Linked DNA regions of Mus musculus: all the other regions are linked to region 1. A link is a contact called in public HiCAR-type, HiChIP or PLAC-seq and promoter capture Hi-C data. All regions are on one chromosome and are shown on one strand. The core of a region is the stretch at or near the end of the contact, and the rest is flanking DNA. Distances in the headings are between cores, read along the strand shown. Region 1 holds the start of Tma16 (translation machinery associated 16). Region 2 overlaps Cpe (carboxypeptidase E). Region 3 holds the start of Cpe (carboxypeptidase E). Region 4 holds the start of Msmo1 (methylsterol monoxygenase 1). Region 5 overlaps Klhl2 (kelch-like 2, Mayven). Region 6 overlaps Klhl2 (kelch-like 2, Mayven). Region 7 overlaps Klhl2 (kelch-like 2, Mayven).

Evidence for each region. Promoter capture Hi-C pulls out the DNA fragments that hold promoters and counts their contacts. HiCAR-type assays count read pairs that join an accessible place to other places. HiChIP or PLAC-seq counts read pairs in DNA pulled down with a chosen protein or histone mark.
Region 2: a promoter capture Hi-C map of hippocampal neurons shows a contact between it and region 1, with 3 times the contacts expected there. The contact joins the enhancer-like site here to the promoter of Tma16 in region 1. A contact is called at or near these places in 4 of 39 promoter capture datasets (hippocampal neurons, liver, pre-B cells and 1 more), 1 of 15 datasets of contacts at CTCF or cohesin (large pre-B cells), 2 of 484 Hi-C or Micro-C datasets (B cells and pre-B cells) and 3 of 115 datasets of contacts at active chromatin or transcription factors (astrocytes, embryonic stem cells and forebrain).
Region 3: a HiCAR-type map of astrocytes shows a contact between it and region 1, with 5 times the contacts expected there. The contact joins the promoter of Cpe here to the promoter of Tma16 in region 1. A contact is called at or near these places in 6 of 39 promoter capture datasets (the 3T3-L1 cell line, embryonic stem cells, liver and 2 more) and 1 of 115 datasets of contacts at active chromatin or transcription factors (astrocytes).
Region 4: a contact with region 1 is called in a promoter capture Hi-C map of pre-B cells. The contact joins the promoter of Msmo1 here to the promoter of Tma16 in region 1. A contact is called at or near these places in 12 of 39 promoter capture datasets (the 3T3-L1 cell line, 3T3-L1-derived adipocytes, the C10 cell line and 6 more), 4 of 484 Hi-C or Micro-C datasets (the Ba/F3 cell line, bone marrow-derived macrophages, embryonic stem cells and 1 more), 11 of 115 datasets of contacts at active chromatin or transcription factors (astrocytes, bone marrow-derived dendritic cells, embryonic hindbrain and 6 more) and 4 of 9 other capture datasets (bone marrow-derived macrophages, embryonic stem cells, liver and 1 more).
Region 5: a contact with region 1 is called in a promoter capture Hi-C map of 3T3-L1-derived adipocytes, with 7 times the contacts expected there. The contact joins the enhancer-like site here to the promoter of Tma16 in region 1. A contact is called at or near these places in 5 of 39 promoter capture datasets (3T3-L1-derived adipocytes, embryonic stem cells, hippocampal neurons and 2 more) and 3 of 115 datasets of contacts at active chromatin or transcription factors (astrocytes, bone marrow-derived dendritic cells and large pre-B cells).
Region 6: a promoter capture Hi-C map of liver shows a contact between it and region 1, with 3 times the contacts expected there. The contact joins the enhancer-like site here to the promoter of Tma16 in region 1. A contact is called at or near these places in 8 of 39 promoter capture datasets (the 3T3-L1 cell line, the C10 cell line, the HPC-7 cell line and 5 more) and 3 of 115 datasets of contacts at active chromatin or transcription factors (bone marrow-derived dendritic cells, embryonic stem cells and large pre-B cells).
Region 7: an H3K27ac HiChIP or PLAC-seq map of embryonic stem cells shows a contact between it and region 1, with 16 times the contacts expected there. The contact joins the enhancer-like site here to the promoter of Tma16 in region 1. A contact is called at or near these places in 7 of 39 promoter capture datasets (the HPC-7 cell line, embryonic stem cells, hippocampal neurons and 2 more), 1 of 484 Hi-C or Micro-C datasets (cortical glia), 8 of 115 datasets of contacts at active chromatin or transcription factors (the NIH/3T3 cell line, astrocytes, bone marrow-derived dendritic cells and 5 more) and 1 of 9 other capture datasets (pancreatic islet).

What each region holds. Positions count from the first base shown.
Region 1 is chr8:66,484,847-66,487,940 of GRCm38.p6, reverse strand. Tma16 (translation machinery associated 16) reads left to right here and starts at 1,411. Exons shown (of 7, transcript NM_025465.3): 1 at 1,411-1,529. The coding sequence starts at 1,527.
Region 2 is chr8:64,623,291-64,626,384 of GRCm38.p6, reverse strand. All of the region lies in intron 1 of Cpe (carboxypeptidase E), which reads left to right. Among named protein-coding and RNA genes, the nearest start is that of Cpe, 68 kb to the left of the region's middle. Within about 2 kb of position 1,479, at least 31 of the 459 cell types and tissues checked have an H3K27ac peak or open chromatin away from gene starts, as enhancers often do. A contact at or near this core is called in hippocampal neurons, where this site is marked.
Region 3 is chr8:64,691,677-64,694,770 of GRCm38.p6, reverse strand. It overlaps Cpe (carboxypeptidase E), which reads left to right and starts at 1,662. Exons shown (of 9, transcript NM_013494.4): 1 at 1,662-2,128. The coding sequence starts at 1,822.
Region 4 is chr8:64,732,033-64,735,126 of GRCm38.p6, reverse strand. It overlaps Msmo1 (methylsterol monoxygenase 1), which reads left to right and starts at 1,549. Exons shown (of 6, transcript NM_025436.3): 1 at 1,549-1,619.
Region 5 is chr8:64,765,638-64,768,731 of GRCm38.p6, reverse strand. The region is part of intron 5 of Klhl2 (kelch-like 2, Mayven); the gene reads left to right. Among named protein-coding and RNA genes, the nearest start is that of Gm46040, 8.3 kb to the left of the region's middle. Within about 2 kb of position 1,496, at least 26 of the 459 cell types and tissues checked have an H3K27ac peak or open chromatin away from gene starts, as enhancers often do. A contact at or near this core is called in 3T3-L1-derived adipocytes, where this site is marked.
Region 6 is chr8:64,789,206-64,792,299 of GRCm38.p6, reverse strand. The region is part of intron 4 of Klhl2 (kelch-like 2, Mayven); the gene reads left to right. All of the region lies in intron 3 of Gm46040 (a long non-coding RNA gene), which reads right to left. Among named protein-coding and RNA genes, the nearest start is that of Gm46040, 15 kb to the right of the region's middle. Within about 2 kb of position 1,584, at least 16 of the 459 cell types and tissues checked have an H3K27ac peak or open chromatin away from gene starts, as enhancers often do. A contact at or near this core is called in liver, where this site is marked.
Region 7 is chr8:64,833,066-64,836,159 of GRCm38.p6, reverse strand. Klhl2 (kelch-like 2, Mayven) reads left to right here. Exons shown (of 15, transcript NM_178633.3): 2 at 1,592-1,717. Among named protein-coding and RNA genes, the nearest start is that of Klhl2, 15 kb to the left of the region's middle. Within about 2 kb of position 1,654, at least 25 of the 459 cell types and tissues checked have an H3K27ac peak or open chromatin away from gene starts, as enhancers often do. A contact at or near this core is called in the HPC-7 cell line and embryonic stem cells, where this site is marked.

The DNA.
Region 1 (3,094 bases), core at 162-2,661:
GTTGTTACAATTCCTGCTTTCACCTTTACTTTTATTAATTTGGGATTTCTTTTGCTAGTTTGGCTAGGGGTTTAATCAGTCTTGTTATTGATGTGTTTATAAAAAGATAAAGGGGGGATATATTCTGTGGAGGTGTAGTCAGGCATGGGGAAGGGGATGCCTCCGTGGGCCCACAGCCCTTCCCCCTGAGGGACCACGCCAGGTAACTGGGGGGGCAGAACCTACCTGGCTGTTGCCAGATAACTGTGTTGTGGAGCTTAGACAAAATACTAACAGTTGTCCTTTAACAAAAACGATTGCTTTAGCTATTCCTATGTATTGAGGGTTTTTTTGGTCTCTATTTCATTAGGTCCCGCTTTAATAGTGATCGATTGATGAATTTATTTATTTATCCAGTGATTGGGTTTGGGAGTGACTTCTTATTTCTAGAACCTTAAGATGAATTATTACTTCACTTGGAAACTCTCATTTTGCTTTATTGTAAATACTCACTTTCCTGTTAGGATGCTTTAGCTAGCTCGTAGAGTGCCTATGATTTTCATTTGTTTCTAAGAATTTTCTCCTTGATTTCTTCAGTGACCCACTGTACATTTAAAATTGTACCATTACGTGTCCAAGTATTTGTTTTAAGTCCTGTAGTTTCTCTTGCTGTTGGATTCTAGTTTTATTTCAGAGTTGTCTGATAGGGTCCAAGGAATCCATTCATTGTCATCCTCTTCCTCGCCCCCCCTTTCTCCCATATCCCTCTCCTAACACTCCCCCATACATCTCCTCTTCTCCCATCCCTTCTCCTCCTGATCCTTCATCTCCTCCCCTTTTTTGTGTATGTTAAATCCACTTAGTCTATGGTAATAATTTATATTATAATAGTATTTGAAATACTAACTTCTTTATGTCCCACTACAGATAGAAATTATACAAAAAAGAAAGTAGGGAAACTGTCAAAGTACCTTCAATGCGTAGCATGTACTAGGCATTTGATTAATAATTACTACGTAAGACTTTCTATCAAATTTTACCATGCTGTTCAAAAACGGAATAACAAGGCCGGAGAGACAGGCTTTAGATATAGAAAGAAAATGGTAGAGAAAATCAAAGGAAAAGTGAAGGCTGAATTTACACCATTCTGGGAGATGGGCACCTCTAGGTGAGGTAATGCTATCTCCTAACAAGTTGCTCGCCCATGGAGAGCTGCCTTCTGGCCGATACTCAAGGCCGGCCTTTCAGTCAGAAACAGAAGACAGACAGACTTCTGTTCTCTGAGCTCGACTCTCTCTCTCTCTCTACTCTCCCCGCCTTTGTGTGGCTCCCGGGCTGTAAAACAAGGCGGGCGGAAAAACATTACGTCTCAGTTTCTAGGGACGCTTTAGAGAAAGCACCAGCTCCTCCCCTTCCTGTCCGCCCCTATTTGTTTCCCCCGGGGCCCACGTGTGTTAGGGAAGAAGCGGACTTGAGAGCGGCTGCGCTGCCCTCTGTGAAATTGTCGCATCGGGACATCGCCCGGCCTCGGTGGCCAAGACATCGCCATGGTGAGCGGCCCCTTAGGTTCTCCGGGAGGCTCTGGTCGGGCGGCCGGGGAGTACAAGCTCGGACCCGGGAGAAGCCGGGACTCGGAGTGGCTGCGTGGGGCGGTGGTGGGCCCCCGGTGCTGCCCCAGGATCGGAGTGCTCCAGCGCGTTCTCAACTCGCTCTGGGTGGCGTTGTCCACGTCTCCCGGTTTCTCATTTTCCTGAGGGCCTTAACTAATACCGCTTTGTGGATCCACCCACCTCTGCCCTGGGGCAAGTGCAGGTCTCCCCTGCCCAGGGTCACAGCCACCCACGAGGTGCATCGGCCCGCAGCCCTTCTGTTCTGACTTTAGTCCTGCCTCTACAACTCCCATTCCTACCGGGCAACAATGCTGTTTTGTTTGCATTTTAAGACAGTAGTTAAGAGTGTTATAAACGGTTTATGTATAGCGATATAAAGAGCTCATTCACAGTATCCGAATTTATGTTTTTTTTTTTTTTCTTTCGAGACAGGGTTTCTCTGTATAGCCCTGGCTGTCCTGGAACTCACTTTGTAGACCAGGCTGGCCTCAAAGTCAGAAATCCGCCTGCCTCTGCCTCCCAAGTGCTGGGAATAAAGGGGTGCGCCACCACCGCCTGGCCGAATTTATGTTTATAACTGATTTTATGTACGTGTGGATATCGGAGAACAATTTGTGAGAATCTGTTTTCGCCATGTGTATGTTTGATGTTTAATCTCGTTTCTCATTTGCCCCACTATCCTCCATGTGTGTGTTCTTACGGCTTTAAGATTATTATTTTTTTATTCATAGCCAACCTCAGATGGGTTTCAGACTTAGACGTGCCTTCTCTCATCAGATTAATGAAAAAATGACCAATGTCTAAGAGAATTGTGTGAATGAGGAATTGATGAACATTTTAATTATTTGGAGAGTTTTTTTGAGATTATTTCGAGCTTTGTCTTAGCAAAGGAAAAGGGAAGGAAAGAATTACAGACAGAGATAACAAGTGTAGTCTCAAGTTGCAGTGTGGTTTATTCTGGAATAGTGATCTTCAGTAAGAATGGGGAGAAGGAGCTGTGTGAAGGAAATGCTGGAGAAGAAAGTTGGAAGAGATGGCTTTCTGTGCTAAAGCTTAGAACCAAGCTGATCTCTTTCAATAGGGAAAGAAACTCTATACTGGATTAACACTGTAGACAGATTTTTTCGACTTCTTTGTAAAGGGGTCTAACAATAGAGCAACCTAGGCCTGATTGTATGGGTTGAATAAAGGTAACTGACAGGTTTGAAAAAGCTTCAAGAGCTATTTGGCCTTTAGAGGAGTGACTATTGAAGAGGAATATTAGGGACCACCTGTTCCCTAATAGTCTTTTTTTTTCTCAGAGATTAAAAATTATATATATTCATCTATTTTATGTAACAGTAGGTTTTGGTCAGTAGAACTTGGGCAAAGGGTGTAGGACAACTTTCCTGAGGTTTCTTTTCCACTCAGGGCTAGAGTGGAGGGCAGGTTTTAAGCCCTTGCAGACTGTCTGGGAGATTATGGGCTAACGGGGTAGGGGGCGCCTGCCTCCTTAAGTGAACCAG
Region 2 (3,094 bases), core at 230-2,729, 1.9 Mb after region 1:
GGAGGGATGCTGCTAACTGGCTTGCTCGTTCATGGTTTGCGAAGACTGCTTTCTTATAGAACCCAGAACCACTAGCCCAGGGATGACACCACCAACAATGGTCTTAGTCCTCCCCACTTGATCATTACTTGAGAAAATGCCTTACAGCTAGATCTCTTGGGGACATTTGCTCAACTGAGTCTCCTTCCTTTGATGGCTCTAGCTTGTGTCAAGTTGACACACAAAAGTACACTTGTGTTACTTGTGTTAATGACAGTGCCAATCTTATCAGGTAGATTAGTTATTCCATGCTACATACGACAAAAGAAACTTGATATTTTTTAGATAATTAATAGAGAACCGTATTAAATAGGATTCTCTATGTATGATGACTGCCTTTTAATAACATCTCAATGGAGGACTATTGCCTTGTGAAAAAACTTCAATACTGATAGCTTAATAAGAACTGTGAGGTACACGAAGCTTAAGAAGAAGGAAGACCAAAGTGTGGGTGCTTTGGTCCTTCTTAGAAAGGGGAACAAATTACTCATGGGAGCAAATATGGAGAGAAAGTGCAGAGCAGAGACTGAAGAAAAGGCCATCCAGACATTGTCCCACCTGGGGATTCATACCAGATACTGTCACCAAACTCTGACACTACTGTGGATGCCAAGAAGTGCTTGCTGATAGGAGCCTGATATAGCTGTCTCCTGAGAGCTCTGCCAGAGCCTGACATATACAGAGGCAGGTTCTCTCAGCCAACCATTGGACTGAGCGCGGGGTCCCCAATGGAAGAGTTAGAGAAAGGACTGTAGAAGCTGAAGGGGTTTCCAACCCCATAGGAAGAACAATAATATCAACTAACCAGGACCCTCCCACCCCCAGAGCTCCCAGGGACTAAGCCACCAACCCAGGAGTACGCATGGCTCCAGGTATATATATAGCAGAGGATGGTCTTGTCATGCATCAATGGGAGGAGAGGTCCTTGGTCCTATGAAGGCTCCATAGATGCACCAGTGTAGGGGAATCGAGTTGGGAAGGCAGCAGTGGTTTGTGGATGGAGGAACACCGTCATAGAAGCACGGGAAGGGAGATAGGATAGGGGGTTTCCAGGAGGGGGGAAACCGGGAAAGGGGTTAGATAACACTTGAAATGTAAATACATTTTAAAAAAGGAACTGTGTGGTAATTGATGGGGTACGGAAGCCAAGCTTTCTGAGCACCCGTGTGCAATCTACCTGCTCCCGTGCTAATCTTCAATTGCCAACCCTGGAACTTGGCATTTGTTACCCAACGATGAAATGAATTCGATAGTGAGCGAGGAAATTGTGCTTTGTGATGCTCTTGGCTTTCCAGTTGCTAGGAGAGGGACAAGGGAGCGCATGTGCATGTGCATCATCAGTTACATCCACGAGGCGAGCCGCACCTGGCAGCTTCAGCCCTTGAGAACCTGGGCCTCGTTCTTTCCCTGAATACACCATAAACAGGAAGACAAATGCCACCACCTGTCCCTCAGCTCCCCTCAGCTCCCAGATAAATTGAAGCCAGGCTGGCAGTGGGAGGACCATTCATTCCCACTGAAAGTCTTCAACGGAGTCTCTGTTTTGGGATTAAGGGTTCTGAAAGCAGTTTCTTCAGAATCTGTTGCCGAGCCTCTACAAACAAAGTAACAATTAGAGAACTCTTGCCTGGCAAGACTGTGGTGGCCATGGAGATTAATCTCCTTCTTGGGAAATCAGCTGTTCGCAACCCTGCTGCCCCCGCTCCTGAAGAGGACTTTCCACTAGGACAGCAAGCTACGGAGGCTTCTAAATATTCTCCATGGGGTGCAGAGTTCCTTTAGGAACCTCGAGTTCCCCTGAGGATTTCACTTACTCCCTTTCACTGTGGGATGGGATTTGGATGTTTAGGACTCACTCAAGGTTTCCCTGGATTACTATTTATTAGGGTCTTTTCACATTACAGGTTCCCTGCACAGTATGGCTGCCATTTCACCTCTAATAGAACTTGCAGGCTTCGTGTGGGAGGGGAGGGGATCTCATCACAGTGATTAATATATAATTCCAAATTGAGGTGCAAAGGCCTCGCAGCTTGTGTTACTAGGTGGTGTGTTGATGGTTATTTGCGATTAGAAGAATGTGAAGATAAAAAAAAAAGTTTGCTCTCGTGTTAATCTGAACATTCTGGGCGGTAGCCCTTTGGCTGTAGGGAGTATGATTGAAAGAGAAAAGGCTGCAGCTCTGAAACTTTTGGGTTGGTCAAATCTAGGCCATGTAGAGAATTTTGGTATATGCACTAGGAGAAAATGGGTAGTTATTGATAGGATCTTGAGAGAGTTGTGATTTTTAAAGATAACTTGGGTACAGCAAGATGTCCCAGCAGGTAAAGCATCTGCTTCACAAACTTGAAGACCCGAGTTCAATCCCTGGACCCACGTGAAGGCTCCATAGAGTGGTCCTCTGACACCCACACATCTCCTGTGTCCCTCGAACATCATACACATAAGGGCATATGCACAGCAATAATAACAATGGAAAGCTATTTCTTAACAAAAGGTTCACTCTGGCTTTAGGTGGGATCAGAGCTGGGGGGAGGCCTATGAGGTGCAGGAGATAGTGTGGTTTAGAATCTTGAAGCAGGGTCATGGTCATGGTGTGGCCAACAGTCCCACATTGTTACTTCATCCCTGAGAGCATTCATGCACACAGCTGTGTCCTCACACCCCGTGTTCCTAGAGCTTAGGAATTCTTATTTGCTATTTTATTTGCTTCTCAGTTTCTTGTCGTCCCAGAGGATTTATATGCAATCCAACAAATATTATCTTTAATTGTCGTGACTCCATCTCCTATGTCACATCAGCCTCCTGAAAAGAATTAGCTTTTCATATTCTGGAGCTAGCACCGTGTAACGGCCCAATTTCTCTCTGAGGTCAGGGATAACTTTCCTTATTTTGTGCTGTCACAATTACCTTGATTTTTAAATTTCAATATATTAGTACATTCATTATAATGACATATGTTGTCTCATGTTTACCCAAAGAATGTTTTGTTTTTTGTTTTTTAAATCTACTCATAAGTATAGTAAACATTTTCGGTAGAGTTGCTATGAAAGAAATT
Region 3 (3,094 bases), core at 413-2,912, 1.8 Mb after region 1:
CTGGGACTACAGGTGTGTACTACCATGACTTGATTTGTGCTCCTTTAAAATTGTATTTAGATGTGTGTATGTCCCCCCCAATTATTACTGTATATGTAGGGTGTCCAAGGAGGCCAGATATCAGATCCCTTGGAGCTGGAGATGCAGACAGCTGTGATCCTCTGGTTCTGAGTGTTGGAATTGAACTCAGGTACTCTGCAAGAGTATTATGTGTTCTTTACTGTGAAGCCATTTCTCCAGCCCCCGAGACAGTAATACTTATTTTATTTGTGAAATTCTCAAGATGAGCTGGATGCCTACAGTTGCTCCCCTTTTTGGTCTACGTTTGTTCCTGAATGTGTGACAGACAATTTTTGCCTGCCTTCTTCACTCAGTGCTGGTAACATTCTGTGCCTTAGTTATAGCACTCTGGTTGGTTAGGATTTCTCAGGGGTGGGAATGGGGTGGGTGAGGTGTGGGCGGCCATGTCTGTCACAGGTCAGCTTTCGGAGACAGGGGGACTTCTGAGAGCCACAGAGGCCATATGACGACCTGTTGTCTTGCTAATATCACTTTCTAAGCAGCTGGACTCCCTTTGTCCTCTAGCTGCTCCTGAGACCAAGGAGTCAGTAGGAGAAGGCACTTCCACTGTTTCAAACTTCAGTTAAAACAACAACAACAACAACAAACCAACAACAAACCTAATGAAACTATTATAGACCTGGATTCCTTTCCTTTCCAGGTGACAGATTTATTCAGGACAGGGTATTATTAGACAGCAGAGAAAGAGGCATCCGAGGGAAAATGTCCCTCATGAAACATTCCCCAGCTGGTCTTCATTCAGTCTTTCTTTTTGGTGGTCATACTCAATGATCACGTGTTCAGATCCGTGCTGATGTTACACCCAAATGGCAACCTTTGTAGAGTAACATCTGCTGCAGATGTTGCTCCAAAAACACAAGCCCTGCCCAAGGGTGCTCATTTAAGCCCATGATTTTATCCGTTTGCAGTCACTTTGTGAAAGGGATGACAATATATATCATTTGTCTGTATCGGATTTTTCTCTATTTCAGGATTGAATCAGAATGCCAAACGAAATCCTTTGTCTAATTCATGAGCAGAGTCTTTTTTTTTTTTTCCAGGATATCACAGAAGATGAGTGGTATAGGTCCTGCTTGTAAAGGACACCGTCTTATCCCATTTCTTTTTTTTTTTTCCCCCTAGAAAGGTTTTGGAGTGTGTCTGAATACAATTAAATGCAGGATCTGTAAATTGGTAGAAAGCACCTTTAAATCAAAACACAGTGTTCTGGCTTCTAGCCAGACCTTGCTGTAGATGAAATCGCATCCCTTAAGTTTCCACTATTGCAGTGATGTCCAGGCAAGCAGCGGGTTGTTTCTTACCCCCACCCCGCATTCTGATGCATCTAGGTGGAAATCAAAAGGCCCTGTTAACAACCCAAGAATGTGTTTTCTACAAGGATGATCTTGGGTCGTGGTTCCCTCTCATTAACAATAGCCTTCCTAAGTCAAGGTCTTAGCTGTCATTCCACCTGCGTGGTCCCTGGCGCCATTTGGCTTTTGACGTGGGTCTGAACCAAGAAATAAACCCAACATCCCTGGCGGCTGCTTCGCCTGTGCCTAGCCTCCTGGCTCCCGCTCCCCGGGGCGGGTAGTGCAGCGCGCAGAGCCGTCGCGTCGCCGCTGTCCTCTGGGTGGCCCCAGAGCGCACCGTTCATTGAGCGGTGGAAGGTGAGGCGAGAGGAGGCTGGTGCTGAGCTCGCCAACTCCACCCGGGCCCGGGCAGACAAAAGAGGCCGGCAGTGCAGCTCGCGGGGACGCGATGGCCGGGCGCGGAGGACGGGTGCTGCTGGCGCTGTGTGCCGCGCTGGTGGCCGGCGGGTGGCTGCTGACGGCTGAAGCCCAGGAGCCCGGGGCGCCAGCGGCTGGCATGAGGCGCCGCCGGCGGCTCCAGCAAGAGGACGGCATCTCCTTCGAGTACCACCGCTATCCAGAGCTGCGCGAGGCGCTGGTGTCCGTATGGCTGCAGTGCACCGCCATCAGCAGAATCTACACAGTGGGGCGCAGCTTCGAGGGCCGGGAGCTCCTGGTCATCGAGCTGTCTGACAACCCCGGGGTCCATGAGCCGGGTAAGTGCTCTGCCCGCTGCAGGGGCTCCGGGGACGGGAAGAAGGAGAGGTGGGCCCCAAGTTGCTTCCCGGTGGAGGATGCCTGGATGGAAGGTGGAAAGTGGGAAGGAAACGAGCACCAGCCTCTCCCTATCGTTCGCATCTCCGACCCGTTTTTTTTTGTTTTTTTGTTTTTTTTTTTTTTTTTTTTGTGAACATAGGCTAGAGGGGGGCTGGAGGCACGGGGACAGGAATAACAGGCAAGCAAATCCCAGAGCTGAGTCCCCGGTGCTCACCGTCACAGATGGGTCAAACTCTAAACAGAATAAAATTGTGAGTTCTCAGGAAGGCAAACACCTTCCCCTCAGACACGAGTGAAAAATAAGGTGCAGAAGGAGAGGAGCCAGGAAGGAGGTCTCAGAGGAGCCAGGAAAGAGGCTTTTATCATTTGAGAATTTCCAAAGGACCAGCTTATTGGGTGCTGCAGCTCTTCCTACCTTCCTCTGTGTTTGTGTGAGCGTTAGGTGCACTCTCTGGGGATGCTGGCGAATTTTAAAAAGGATATTGATGATCTAGATGTCGTGTGGTGTGCATATATGTAGATCTTCCTACCAGGATAGAAAAAGATGGTTTCTAACAGGCATACAGATTCTGAAACCATGCATGGCCTTACTAAGGGAAAACAACAGTACCCCCCCACCCCCACCCCTCCCCGCGTGCTTTAACCACTCTGAGATGACTAGTTCACGATTGATCACGTTTTATCTCCTGCAGTCATCTTGTTAGGCATTTTCCGTCAGAGTATGTTCAAGCACGTTTTGATTTGTATTAAAGGCTTAGTATTAAAAAGATATTTTAAGCAATGTTTTGGGATCTTTTTTGGGTTATGTTTATGCTCTTCAGAAAGAATTTGGTCCTGGCCTTTCTGTTGGTAATGAAGGCCTGGTTAAAGCGCCGGAATCAGTATGGAATGCTTTTGATTTCTCG
Region 4 (3,094 bases), core at 300-2,799, 1.8 Mb after region 1:
ACTCCCTTGACTTAGAACCAATTTCTACCTGTGGAACTCAGCCCCCTAGAATGTTAAGCATAAACTCTACCCCTGAGCTGCCTTGCCAGGGCCTCAGCATACATGTGCCCCTCCCCCTAGCCTCTCTGAGCTTTGTTCTCAATCTGCAACACGGGAAATGCTGGCATCCCTCAGCTATTGCAGGATCTATATTGCACTAGTACCCTATGGTCCATGTGCAGAGATTTATTAAAAGATAGTTGCCAGGCTCAGTCAGCACAAGCCTGAGCGTATGAGGTTAACCCTCAGCAGCACAAAGCAGAAGGAAGCACAAACTCCCCTTGTGAACACACACTCACAGACAGACACTAAATGAGATAAAAAGAATAGAACTTTGAAAAAAGCTTCACTTATTAAAGTACGTGGGGGGCAAGATGGATGATCCAAGGCCTGAGGACTAGAGGTCAAGGCCGTCCTTAGGTTACGTATCCAGCTCAAAGGCCAGACTATAACTCGAGACCTGTCTTAAGGAAGATCGAAATCTAATACACAAAATTGTCCATTACATATAAATTGTCAGGTTACCTTAATATCATTTTCATATTTATGTCTCAAAAATATTATTAACATGAAAATTTAATTCCTAGTTTTATTAATCTGATTACAATAAATATTAGAAAGTGATTTTTTTAAAAACTCCAGGGTAGCCTAAAAAAAATCCAACTTACATCACTGATTTTGTTTTTATTATTTTATATTATTTGAAAATGTCATCCATCTATACAGTTTATCTTGACCATATTTTCCCCTCATTCCCCAACTATAACTCCCTCAAGCCCCATCATACCTATCTGTCTATCTCTCTGTCTCTCTAGCTTTCTGTGTCTCTGGCTCTGTGAGTGTAAGAAAAAGGATACATTAATAAATTTGAAGAATAAATTTAGTATGTAAAAATTAATTATTTATAATGGAATTCAAACTATTATAACTAAACTATATGATATGTGGACCAGTTTAAAGTGAAAATAAATGTAGTATTCATACTAGTATAAATAATAAGAAATAAGTGTCATTTTCAAAAAAAAAAGAAAGATCGAAATCCAGAATAAACTACAGGAAAGCAAGACCAAAAACTCAAATCAGTCTTTAAAACATATATACCACTTTTTTCCCCGGGTTCTGGATGAAGCCAAGCCAATGTGAGTAGCAAGATGCTACAACCCAGCGCACCCACAGCACTGGGCGCCTAGGAACCCACCGCTTGGTTGCCAAGGCGACGCCGGGTCCGCGCGGCTGCCCCGCCCCGTCACGCCGTCACGCGCTCGCGCGGCGCCCCGCCTCCAGCTGCGCTGCCGCGCGGACGACTGGCTGGCCGCGCGGGTCTCACTATTCTCACTCCATCCGCGCAGCCAATGACTGGCGCCGCTAGGGCTTCGTTGACTTGAGTCACACGCTGCCGGGCCTTAGCACGGACCAATCACTGCACGGCGAAGGCAGGGCGGGAGTGGGGCGGACCAATTACGACAGGCGAGCCGGGGCCCGGCCTCCGGGCCCTGCCCCTGAGCCGGCAGAGGTAGTGAGGAGGCCGCTGCACCTGCCAGGACTTGCGCTTAGACCGCTGTCTGTCGCGGGGACGCCAGGTAAGGCGCTCTCTAGCCTGATCCGGGTGGAGGGCGACTGAGACGGGGACCAGCAGGGTGGTGTCCGGCTGAGGCCGGTAAGGATGCGGTGGGAAGAACCTGGGTGGGCTGTGCGAGACTCCAGGCAAGGAGCCTAGGTTCTCAAGTGATGCAACTGGAATGACAACACTTCCTGCCCTTTAAAGAGTTTGCAATCACCTGGAGTCTGGTTCATTGACTTGAGTCTTAAAAACTTTTTACAAAAACACCATCACCAAGTGGGGGAGTAGGGTGTGTTCTGTGTTTGTGGATCTAGGAAGCTGTCCCAGAGGTATTGTAGGATGTGGCTCCATGTGAGAGAGGGGTGCATGGACGAGAGGTCTGGGCTTCACATTAGGAGAATTACCCGCGCTTGAACCATGAAGGTTTAAACTTATGTTTAAATGGATCCTGACCCTGTGCCTAAGGCTTCTCTAAGCTGCAGTGCCGAAAGAGGGGCTGGGATCGTCAGCCAGGAGTTAAGTTATCCTACGAATACATTTTTTTTTTCATCCTTTTTATTTTTTGAAATCCGAGGATCTAGTCTACCTGATTCAGATCGAATTTCCAGGCAAGCAGGCTGCTCAAAACTGAAAAGGCAGGATATTCATTTCAGCAAAGCCTGCTTTCCCCTCTCCTGTCTGATCACTTTATCTGACACTTTGTTTAAAACTACATGCCCTGTTTTCCTCTCCTCATTACGGAGCGTGAACTTGAGGTAACTGAACGCTGTCTCAGCATTGTGTGGAAGTTGGGAGACTTAGTCGAGGATGCCGAGTTAGAGACTAGAACAGCTCTTTTGGAGGTGATGAAGTTTCTCAAGTTAGGCATTAAAGCGTGTTTGCGATGGGCACCTGAGGCACTGTAGGATGCATTCAAGTTTGATCCAGGCCAGCAGCCTTTTGGGTAATCAGAATCTAAATCAGGATAAGAGTTACAGATGATGGGTATCAACCAGCATTCCATGAGACTAGGAAAAATGTCAAATGGAGAAATGTCAAATCTTGATGGTTGCTGAGTGTGTGGGCGAACACTGGTAATCTCAGCAGGGTATCAGGAGTTCAAGGTCGTCCTTAGTTTCATAGTTTTAAGCCCAACTTAAGACACAGATCTTGAGACACAGAGAGACAGGCAGAGAGAGAGAGAGAGAGAGAGAGAGAGAGAGAGAGAGAGAGAGAGAGAGAGAGAGAGAGAGAGGAGAGAGAGGAGAGAGAGAGAGAGACAGACAGACCTGGGGCACTTTGTGAAATTTTTTTTAAGAGTAAGTTGAGCATACGGATAGAAATAGAAAACGATGGGGAGTGAGAACATACCGCCAGTGTGAGCAGCCTTTTCAGGGGGCCTGGGTAAGCTGTACTCCTCCACTCCCCATCCGTGCAACTTTGTACTGTTATTCATTTATCCTAAGCCTCAGCTCATCATTTGAAAACCAAGGATCATAGAAGTTCCTCTATTTC
Region 5 (3,094 bases), core at 247-2,746, 1.7 Mb after region 1:
TGCACGCACGCACGCACACATACACATACACACACACACACACACACACACACACACACACACGCACGCACACATACACATACACACACACACACACACACACACACACACACACACACACACACGCGCGCGCGCACACAGAGGGATTGAACTTAGCTCAGCAGCCTGGATGGCAAAGGCCTTTCTCCCTGTGCTGCCTGTATCTCCCCTTTATTAGATCTCACTACTAAGCAATATTTCTGTCTTTCTTAATATTCAAGAAACCATATTTGTTGCTGCTGCTTTGTGGTTTTTGTTTTATTTCCCCCTTTCTTTAGGCACCCTGAGACTGTAGCTCAGGCTGGCCTGCAACCCACAGAGATTGTCCTGCCTCAGTCTTTCAAGTGCTTGGATTGTAGGCACAAGCCTTAGACCTGGCTAAGGAAAAACTAATGTTTGGTAAGATGGCTTAGCAGGCAAGGATGCTGACCCCAGTCTCATCCCTTGTACCCACACAGGAAAGGATAGAAGCAACTCATGCAAGTTAAAGTAGCCCCCCAGCTGCACACATGTGTGTGTACACACACACACTCACACACCACATGTACACACAGCCATACACCCCCACACACATACATATTATATATACACATATGATACATACACACGCCCCCCCCCCATACACACACAAGTAAATGGATAATTTTTTTTAAAAAGAAAAGCCTTCAGCTCTATCTATCTATCTATTGCATAAATGTCTGGTGAGATCAGAGAACTAGAGGATGGTGGTTTTAGATGTAGAAAGGATCATAGTCTGTTCTTTAACCCCAGTCCCCACTGGGTGAGTGTTCCATACAACCATCCTCTAAACACTAAGACACATACCTACCCACCATTACAGAATAGTTGCCCTGTTCTGAAAATCCCCCATTCAACCCCCACTGTTCCCGTATCAGACATGGGCACTACTGATCTCTTACTCTCTCTCTAGTTTTGCCATTTCTAGAAGATCTTCTTGTAAGTGTACAGTTTTATAGCTGTTCAGATTGCCTTCCTTTGTTTAGTAATACATACTTAAGAGTCGTTTATGTCTTATGTTTCTCTAGCTGAGTAACAGTCTTTTGACTGAGCCAGGCCTGGTGATGCATGCCTGTGATCGCAGCTACGTGGGAAATGCAAACTCAGGTCCAGCCTGGGCTACAAAGTGAATTCAAGGCTGTTCTGGGCAACTTAGTGAGAGGCTGTGTGAAAATAAAAAGTGGAAAGTGGGCCGGGGATATGGCTGTTATTCTTCAGGAGTCCTGCATATCTTCTTGTCTCCATTTCTCTAGCACTGAGGACCACAGCCAACACCACACCTGGGGATTGAACCCATGCCTAAGCACTGTATCAGTTGTGCTCCCGCCCCCCACCCCCAACTCCCAGGGTGGCTTTACTAGGAAATCGGAACGTTACGTAAGTGGTTTGGCAGGAGGGCAGCATCTTGCAAGGTCTGTCCTCTTCTGACTGTCTGTTCTAACTGGCCGGCTGCCACGGTTTGTAGGTAAGAGTTAGGATCTTGTAGGTTCAGTTCAGGTCCTGTAGTTCTGCGTTGGGCTTGGTTTGAAGAAGACGTTGTCGCTTGATTGGTTTTTTCCCTGAGCCACCTTGGTTTTATTTTGGTTAACTATGATAGAAATGATTCCATTTTGTATGATACACTTTTTATAACTACTGTAAATCTTTGTTTTTTTAGTTTAAAAATTTTAATTAGTGTACAAAGTAACCCATTTCGTTGTCAATTTCATAGTTCTAGCTTTGCCTGACTCCTCCCACTGCCAGTGCCTTTGCCCATTTCTTTCCCAACTCTGCTGCATCTTTCCACCACACCCATCCCTTTCAATTTCATAGCTCATGTATTTAATTACTCTTTCTGCCTCTTTCCACTATCTCCTGGCTCCTTGCAGTTTTTTCTTGGTGTTTACTCCTATTAATATTGTGTGTGTGTGTGTGTGTGAGAGAGAGAGAGAGAGAGAGAGAGAGAGATCCTGGGTGATTGCACTTAATAGAATGCACTTATTTTTAGGGCTAAATATAAAGGTATGGGGAAAAGCAACCCTTGTTCATTGTTAGTGGGTGTATATACTAGCAGCCACTGTGCAGATCAGTATAAAGGCTTCTCAAGAATAGCCCTTCCGTGTGACCCGCTGTACCACTCCTGGGCATGTTCTCAGAGGACTCCATGCCTTACCAGAGGTGCTGCTCGTCTGTGTTCAACGCTGCTCTTTTCAGAATAGCCAGGAATGGAATCAGCCTGGATACCCATCAGCTTAGAAATATTGAAAAACTTAGAAATATTGAAAATGTGGTTCATGTACACAGGGGAGGTTTATTCGGCGGCTGTCAATCACTGTGTGTGGGCTTTTATTACAGTACTATGGGGGCTCGCTCTGCCATGGACATATAGGGTGTCAGTTCTCTCCAGCTAGCTGGCCTGGGAGCCTTTGGGTGATTCTCCTGTGTCCACCTCCCATGGTGCCTTGGGTTTCCTGCTGTCACAGATGTGGGTTCTGGAGACCAGCGTCTGACCTCAGACTTGCGTGGCCACGGCTGCTTCTACCTGATGTCCCACGGGTTTGTTTTTTGTTTTTCTTTTCCCTTTCTGGAGGCAGAGTGACAAGAGCTCCTGTCACCCGTCTCTCATTTTCTCAGTGTTTTCAGGTTTTTGTTTGGAGACCAGGTCTGTGTAGCCTCTGTGGCCTGAATTTCGTGTTGTTCTAACAGATGTGTGGATCTGTAGGATGGTGTCGTTGGTGATGGGACAAGATGACAGGTGTCTTTTGATGTGCTTGTTTTCCACCTTTATGTAATCGTTGAGGAAGTGTTTATTCAGATCTCTCGCCCATTTGAAAAAATGGGACTATTTTTCTTGTTGAGATTTAAGAGTTCCATGTTTTACATAACAGTCTTTTGTAAGTTAAATGTTTTATAGAGTTTTCTCTTGAAAATTATGACATCTTTTTATTTCATAACACAAAGATCTAATGTTAATGAAGTGCAGTGCACTAATTGTTTGCTTCATCCGACGACTTGCTTCCTGGGCTGTGTACAGGAAGTCATCGCAGGCCAGACCCCA
Region 6 (3,094 bases), core at 335-2,834, 1.7 Mb after region 1:
CTGACTGTCCTGGAACTTACTATGTAGATCAGGCTGACCAGAGATCCACCTGTCTCTGCCTCCTGAGTGCAGGCCTTAAAAGCGTGCCAGGCAGTGGTGGCACATGCCTTTAATCCCGGCACTTGGGAGGCAGAGGCAGGCGGATTTCTGAGTTGGAGACCAACCTGGTCTGCAGAGTGAGTTCCAGGACAGCCAGGGCTACACAGAGAAACCCTGTCTCGAAAAACCAACAACAACAACCAAAAAAAAAAAAAAAAAAAGAAAAAGAAAAAGCGTGCACCGCCATTCCTGGCTTTGGCATTTTGATGTGAGTTCTGGGGGATGAACTCAGCCCTGATGTTTACCAGGCAAGAACTTTACCAGCCCTGAAAACAGTTCTTCAAGGGTTAGGATTATATTGTATGTGTGTGTGTATCTGTGTACCTGTTTTGAGTCAGAATTGTTTCTAAGGATATAAAACAACAAAAAAGATTAGCTCTCGCCAAAACTTACAAGATTCCTGTTAGAAAAAACTGTGTGTGATTTAGAAAGGAGATGCAGCCAGGCATGGTGGTGCAGGTTTGCACCAGCACCCAGAGGGCGTGGCTAGGCAGATCCCTGAGGAGAAGCCTCCTGGCTTTGTACACACTGAGTTCTAGGCAATCCAGCACTACATGTGGAACTCAGGTGTTCCAAAAAGAAAGAAAAAGGAGGAGGAGGAAGATGGGGAGGGAGAGGAAGAGGAGAGGGAGGAAGAGGGGGAGGGGGAAAGGGAGAAGGAAGAGAATGCAGGTGTAGGAGAAAGGTCAAGGAGAAGGGGAAGAGAAGGAAGATCAGGAAGGGAAAAGGGCAAATGTAATAAAGCAATCAGTGCCCCCAAGGAACTCTCTGAATTACTTCCCCCAGTGTAGAGAATGATTGCCACAGAGCGAGGCCATGGAGATAAATTATTCTGACAATTATATTTGGCATTTAATTTGGCAGTTGTTATCCACAGTTCTAAAGGTGCTGGCGCTCCACCTTTGAGAGCTAAGGGTATCCTTAGTTCTTCATCTGCAGACACATCTTACCAGTGCCCTTAGAGCAACTTGACATGCCTTTTTAAGATTTTAATGTTTTAAAGGCAACTTTTGAGGTCTCCTGAGGGTACATACTGCTTTCTACTTCCCATCTTAGACACTGAATTAGTTTTTCAGCTTGTCAGTCTCATTGAACCGGTCTCATGTTGTTGGTGTATTGGTGGCAGGCTGGCTTTGAACTCGCCATGTAGTTTAAGGTAACCTTTAACCTCTCACTCTCCTGCTCCTTCTCCCTAAGTGATGTGCACCACGTCACCCAGTTTTATGTGGTGCTGGGGATCAAACTCCAAGCCTTTACGAACAGCTACATTTAAAGCCGTAAATTATACTCTTGGAAAGGTGGACAGGAACTTAGTGGTAGTCTACTTTTCAGTCATTTGAGAGATTCTAAATATACAGAAAGAAAGACTTTTGAAGGATCTAATGCAGACATAGAAGGCAGATTTGATTGTGGGGGCACACAGCTGTGTTCCTAGTGTGCTGGAAGCAGAGGCCAGAGGCAGAGGCTCAGTGTTGGCAGACAGCATGACCCTGTCTCAAAAACAAAAGCAATATAAACAAACAAACCAAAGCAAGGCACATGGAGCTTTAGAGGCTTTTTCAATATTTGTTTCCAGGTAAGACCTTGGACTGTTGTTACTCAGGCCAATCTCAAACATGTGAACCTCCTGTTTCAGCTCCCGAGAGCTAGGATTATCAATGTTTACATTTTCTCCTTTGTAGTGAGAATGTATGGAGGCAGCGCTAATGTCAATGAGACAAAAGTACAGCAATTTCCAAAGGGATAATAGGATAAGAGACTTGTTTTACAGCAAGAGGCTGCCTGGATTCCATATCTCAGCCGCTTGATCAAGAGCATTGAGTGAGTTTTTACAACGTTCTGGACAGCGGAATGTTTTACAAATGAGAAAATTGTGGCACAGGAGGACTCAGGTTTTCCAGGACCACATAGCTGCTGTGGAATGATTCTAGATTCAAGGCCAAAGTGCTCTGGGTAAACTGTGGCCTGGTGTCCATTCTGTATTCTTCTCAGCTCACGTTCCTGAAGCTTTTAGCAACAGTGTGACAATCTGGTGTTAATATCTACACCTCCTCACTCACAGCCTCAATCTGTCCATGGGGTTTGAAGACCTCTTGGAAGGCAGTAGTACTGGGGTGAATGGAGAGCTGTGCGTGTCCCCACTAGATCGATGGAAGACAATAAAATATATTAACACAATCCCTGTTAGCATTGGAACTCCAGGGTGGCTGGCGGTTTTGTCTCTTCGTTTCATTTCTGTATCTCTAGAATCTAGATTACAAGTTAGTACAGAGGAGGTGGGTATCCATTACGAATTTGTTAAATGAATAATAAGTCATTATTAAGTGAATAAATGCTCAGAGTTCTTGAGAGTGAATGGAAGTTAAGCCACCAAGTCACCCTCACCCCATGAAATGGAAGAAGCCTGGACTGAAGCATCCCCCAGTCCCCGGCTATGACCCTGGGCAGGACTCCTGCCTGGCAGAACCCTGCAGAGTGAGAAGGTGGGACAGGAGAAGGAGCCTGGTTAGAGGTTGTGGTGGGAGGGGGCTTATGGGTAATGATGGGTTTCGTTTTAAGAATATTTGGCCAGGAAAGGAAGTCTAACTGACATGAAACAACCTCATCCTGTGAATGAAGAGAGCGGATCCTAGTGCTTCTTTGTCGTGAGATTGAATTCCCTGTGCCAGGAAACAGAAAAACCTTGGATTAGAGGCAGTGCTAGTGATCGAGGGCCAGGCTCTGTGTAAAGTGGTGAATATGTTTTCAGCAATGCTGCAAGCAAGGTAGTTGTTGTCTGCATTGTGTAGTTGTTGTCTGCATTGTGTGTTTGGGCCACTATCAGGGAAGTCTTAGGTTACAAAAGATGGAAATAGCAGCTATAAAAAGGATACTTGGGGTGGGGAGGGGCTCTCAGACGGCCTGATGACTACTCTGCCACTCAGGTTTTCTTCCCAGTTCCTGATTATACCACTGCGAAGTCCATCAGCCACTGGCATATTCTGTTAAAGAGTCT
Region 7 (3,094 bases), core at 405-2,904, 1.7 Mb after region 1:
AACTGCCCTTTTAGAAGTGGGGCAGGGGGAGAAGATCAGATCTGTGTGCAGGACGCTTGCTGCTGTTCTTTGTATCACATATGTGTGTGGATCTCAGGAGACTTACTGTGGTGCCTTGGTTTTTAAAAGCTGATTTATTTTTTATGTGTATGTGTGTACCATATGCATGCCTGGTGCCTAGGGACGGTGACGGAAGAGGGTGTCAGATCCCCTGGAACTGAAGTTACAGCTGTTTAAGAACCAGTATGTGTGTTCTGGGACCTGAACTCACGCCCTCTGCAAGAACAACATGTGCTCTTAAACTCCAAGCTGTCTCTCCAGCCCGTTTTTTTTTTTTTTTTTGGACCCCATTTTTTGAAGTATAATTTATATTCTGTAAAATACATGTAATCCAATGATTTGTAGTAAATGTCCTGAGTTATGCATGTGTCACTTTGCAAATTCCCCTTGCGTCCATATAGTTAGCAGTTCTTGGCTCTCACATCACATTCCTAATTCTGACAAATTCTATGCCTCCACCTCTCAAAGGAACAGTTCATATCCAATACTTAAAGTCTTGTGTTCTTAAACACCATAAGTATAGGGGCTGGAGACTTGGCTCAGCAGCTAAGAGTGTGTGCTGCCCTGGCAGAGGACTGGAGTTGGGTTCCCAGTCCCTATCCTGGTGGCTGACAACTCTCAGTGACTCTAGAGAAGAGGCAATGCCCTCTTCTTGCTTCCATGGACTGCCCCCCAACATACAGATATATATTCATATCCATAAAAAGAAAACAAAGCTTTTCTTTAAAAAAAAAAAAAAAAAGAAAAATGGTCCATCTGAACATGGTTAACCTCTTTGACGCTGGAAGTGGTAGAGAGCAGTCAGGTCGGCTGTGCCTTGATACGCAATGTGCCACTCATTGCCTCCTTCCCACCTCAGTCTCTTCATCTGTGAAATGGGCTAATTATGGTAATTAGCTTACAGAGTTGTTGTGACAATTATAAATAATGAGAGCGTACCATTATCTGCAGAAGCTGCCGCTGTGTGTCCTGAACTTCAGTTAATATGATGAATCTCTTTCTAGTGTAGGCCCAAAATCCATGGGCTGAGTATCTTTGCAAAGAGAGCATGTTTAAATCAGGTTCTGCATCTGAAGTTTGCTTAAAGTAGTTTGCAAACAAACACCCTCCCTCTCCCCCTCTCTCCCCTCCCCGCTCTGTATAACATGTATGCATGGGTATGACTGTACTTTGATTATAAAAGCAAGTTGATTTCCAGCAGAGATCTTTTGCAGCATCTTTATTATTTAGAGAGCTCGCTCTGTTAAGCCATTTTCCCTGAATCTTCATCGTTTATATTTGACAGGTCTTTGACACCAGGGAGATAATTACCCACTTTTTTTTTTTTTTTTTTTTTTGTAGAAACCACAGTGTCTGTAGGAAAGTGCTCCGAGTTGAGTTGCATCTTACTCTCGCTTGGAGGACTGCCGCCTTCTAAATGAGCGGGGGAGGGTGGCAGGCATTCGGTTGGTCTGTAGCTTGACAAGCCGGAACTGAATTATCCTTTAATGAGAGCGTTGTCTTCCCTTTTTGTTCTTTTCTCTGTGTACAGATGCACAAAGCAGGGTCATCAGAAGCCCCTCGATTCAAAAGACGAGAATCCTGAGAAACATTGCCCACTGACGGTGAACCCCTGGCACATGAAGAAAGCCTTTAAAGTCATGAACGAACTCAGAAGGTAACGTCACTCTAATGCACACGCACCCATTAGTCTTCCTTTTATTTCTCTTTGTCCATAGGGGCCCCTCCCCTCCCCCATTGTTGCTCGAACACAGGGAACATCAAAAGCTTTTCTGCGAGGTTTTTAGGAGAAGCGAGGCCATCAGAAGCGAAGCGCAGGTGCTAGAGAGCTCCTCCGTCCAGCAGCGGCTGGTCAAGCCCGGCGAGTGAGTTCAGGCTTTCTCTAAGAAAAGTCTACTGTGGCTTTCCAGGGACGTCGTTCATTTCTCTTTCTTTCCTTTGAGAGAAGGTCCTGTGTATTCCTGGGTGAGGATGACCTTGAACTCCTGACCCTCCCTTTGCTGTCCAAGTACTGGATGACAGGCGTGTTCTACCACTGTGCTTCTGCTAATAAAATAGGTTTTTAATCTAAAACATACAGATTGTATGTTAAACATATCAGATATTCTGCCTATTCATTTGTTCATTTGTGTGTGTGTGTATGTGTATGTGTGTTATGTGTGACACGCACACGGTGTACATGTGTGGGCACATGTGACAGTTAAGGAAAGCCTGTGGGAATCACTTCTCTTCTACCACTATGTTCGGGTATTTGAACTCACGTCTTCAGCTTTGATGGCAAATGCTTTTATCCTCTGAGCCTGGGGACTCAGGGATTTAAATGGAATATTGTATTGAAATTAATCTTGTTTATTTTTAACTTTTCAATGTGACTACTGAAAAATCGTTACTTGCATTGTATTTCCATTCATTAATGCCGAGGACAGGCTTCTAATTCCAGCCATAAAGAATGCGGAGAGATACTTTTAGACAGGGAAACATGTAACTTGTTTTGGTGGTGACATTTGTGGTTGTTGGGGACAGTACCTGCCTGTTGCTAAGGTGATTCTCATGCATGTTAAGGGTCATTGTCACACACTGAGCCTTCCTGTGACACACTTGAAGTCCTAGCACTCAACAGGCTGAGGCCGGAAGAGCTCACGTTCAGGCCAGCGTCGACTATATAAAGAGATCTGGTTTAAAAGCTTTGGGGACGCACGCCTTTAATCCCAGCACTCAGGAGGCAGAGGCAGGTGAATTTCTGAGTTCGAGGCCAGCCTGGTCTACAAAGTGAGTTCCAGGACAGCCAGGGATGCACAGAGAAACCCTGTCTCGAAAAACTAAAAAAAAAAAAAAAAGCTTTGGGGATAAGGGTGACACTAAAAGCTGATTAAATAGGGTCTGGAGAGATTGCTCAGCAGTTAAAAGCTCTGGATGCTCTTGCAGAAGACCCAGGTTTTGTTCCCAGCACTAACATAAAAGGCCGGCTTTCAACCTTTTTGGGCGTCAGACATGCAAAGCCAAACCAACTGGCTTTTAGCAGGCACTCCTCCCC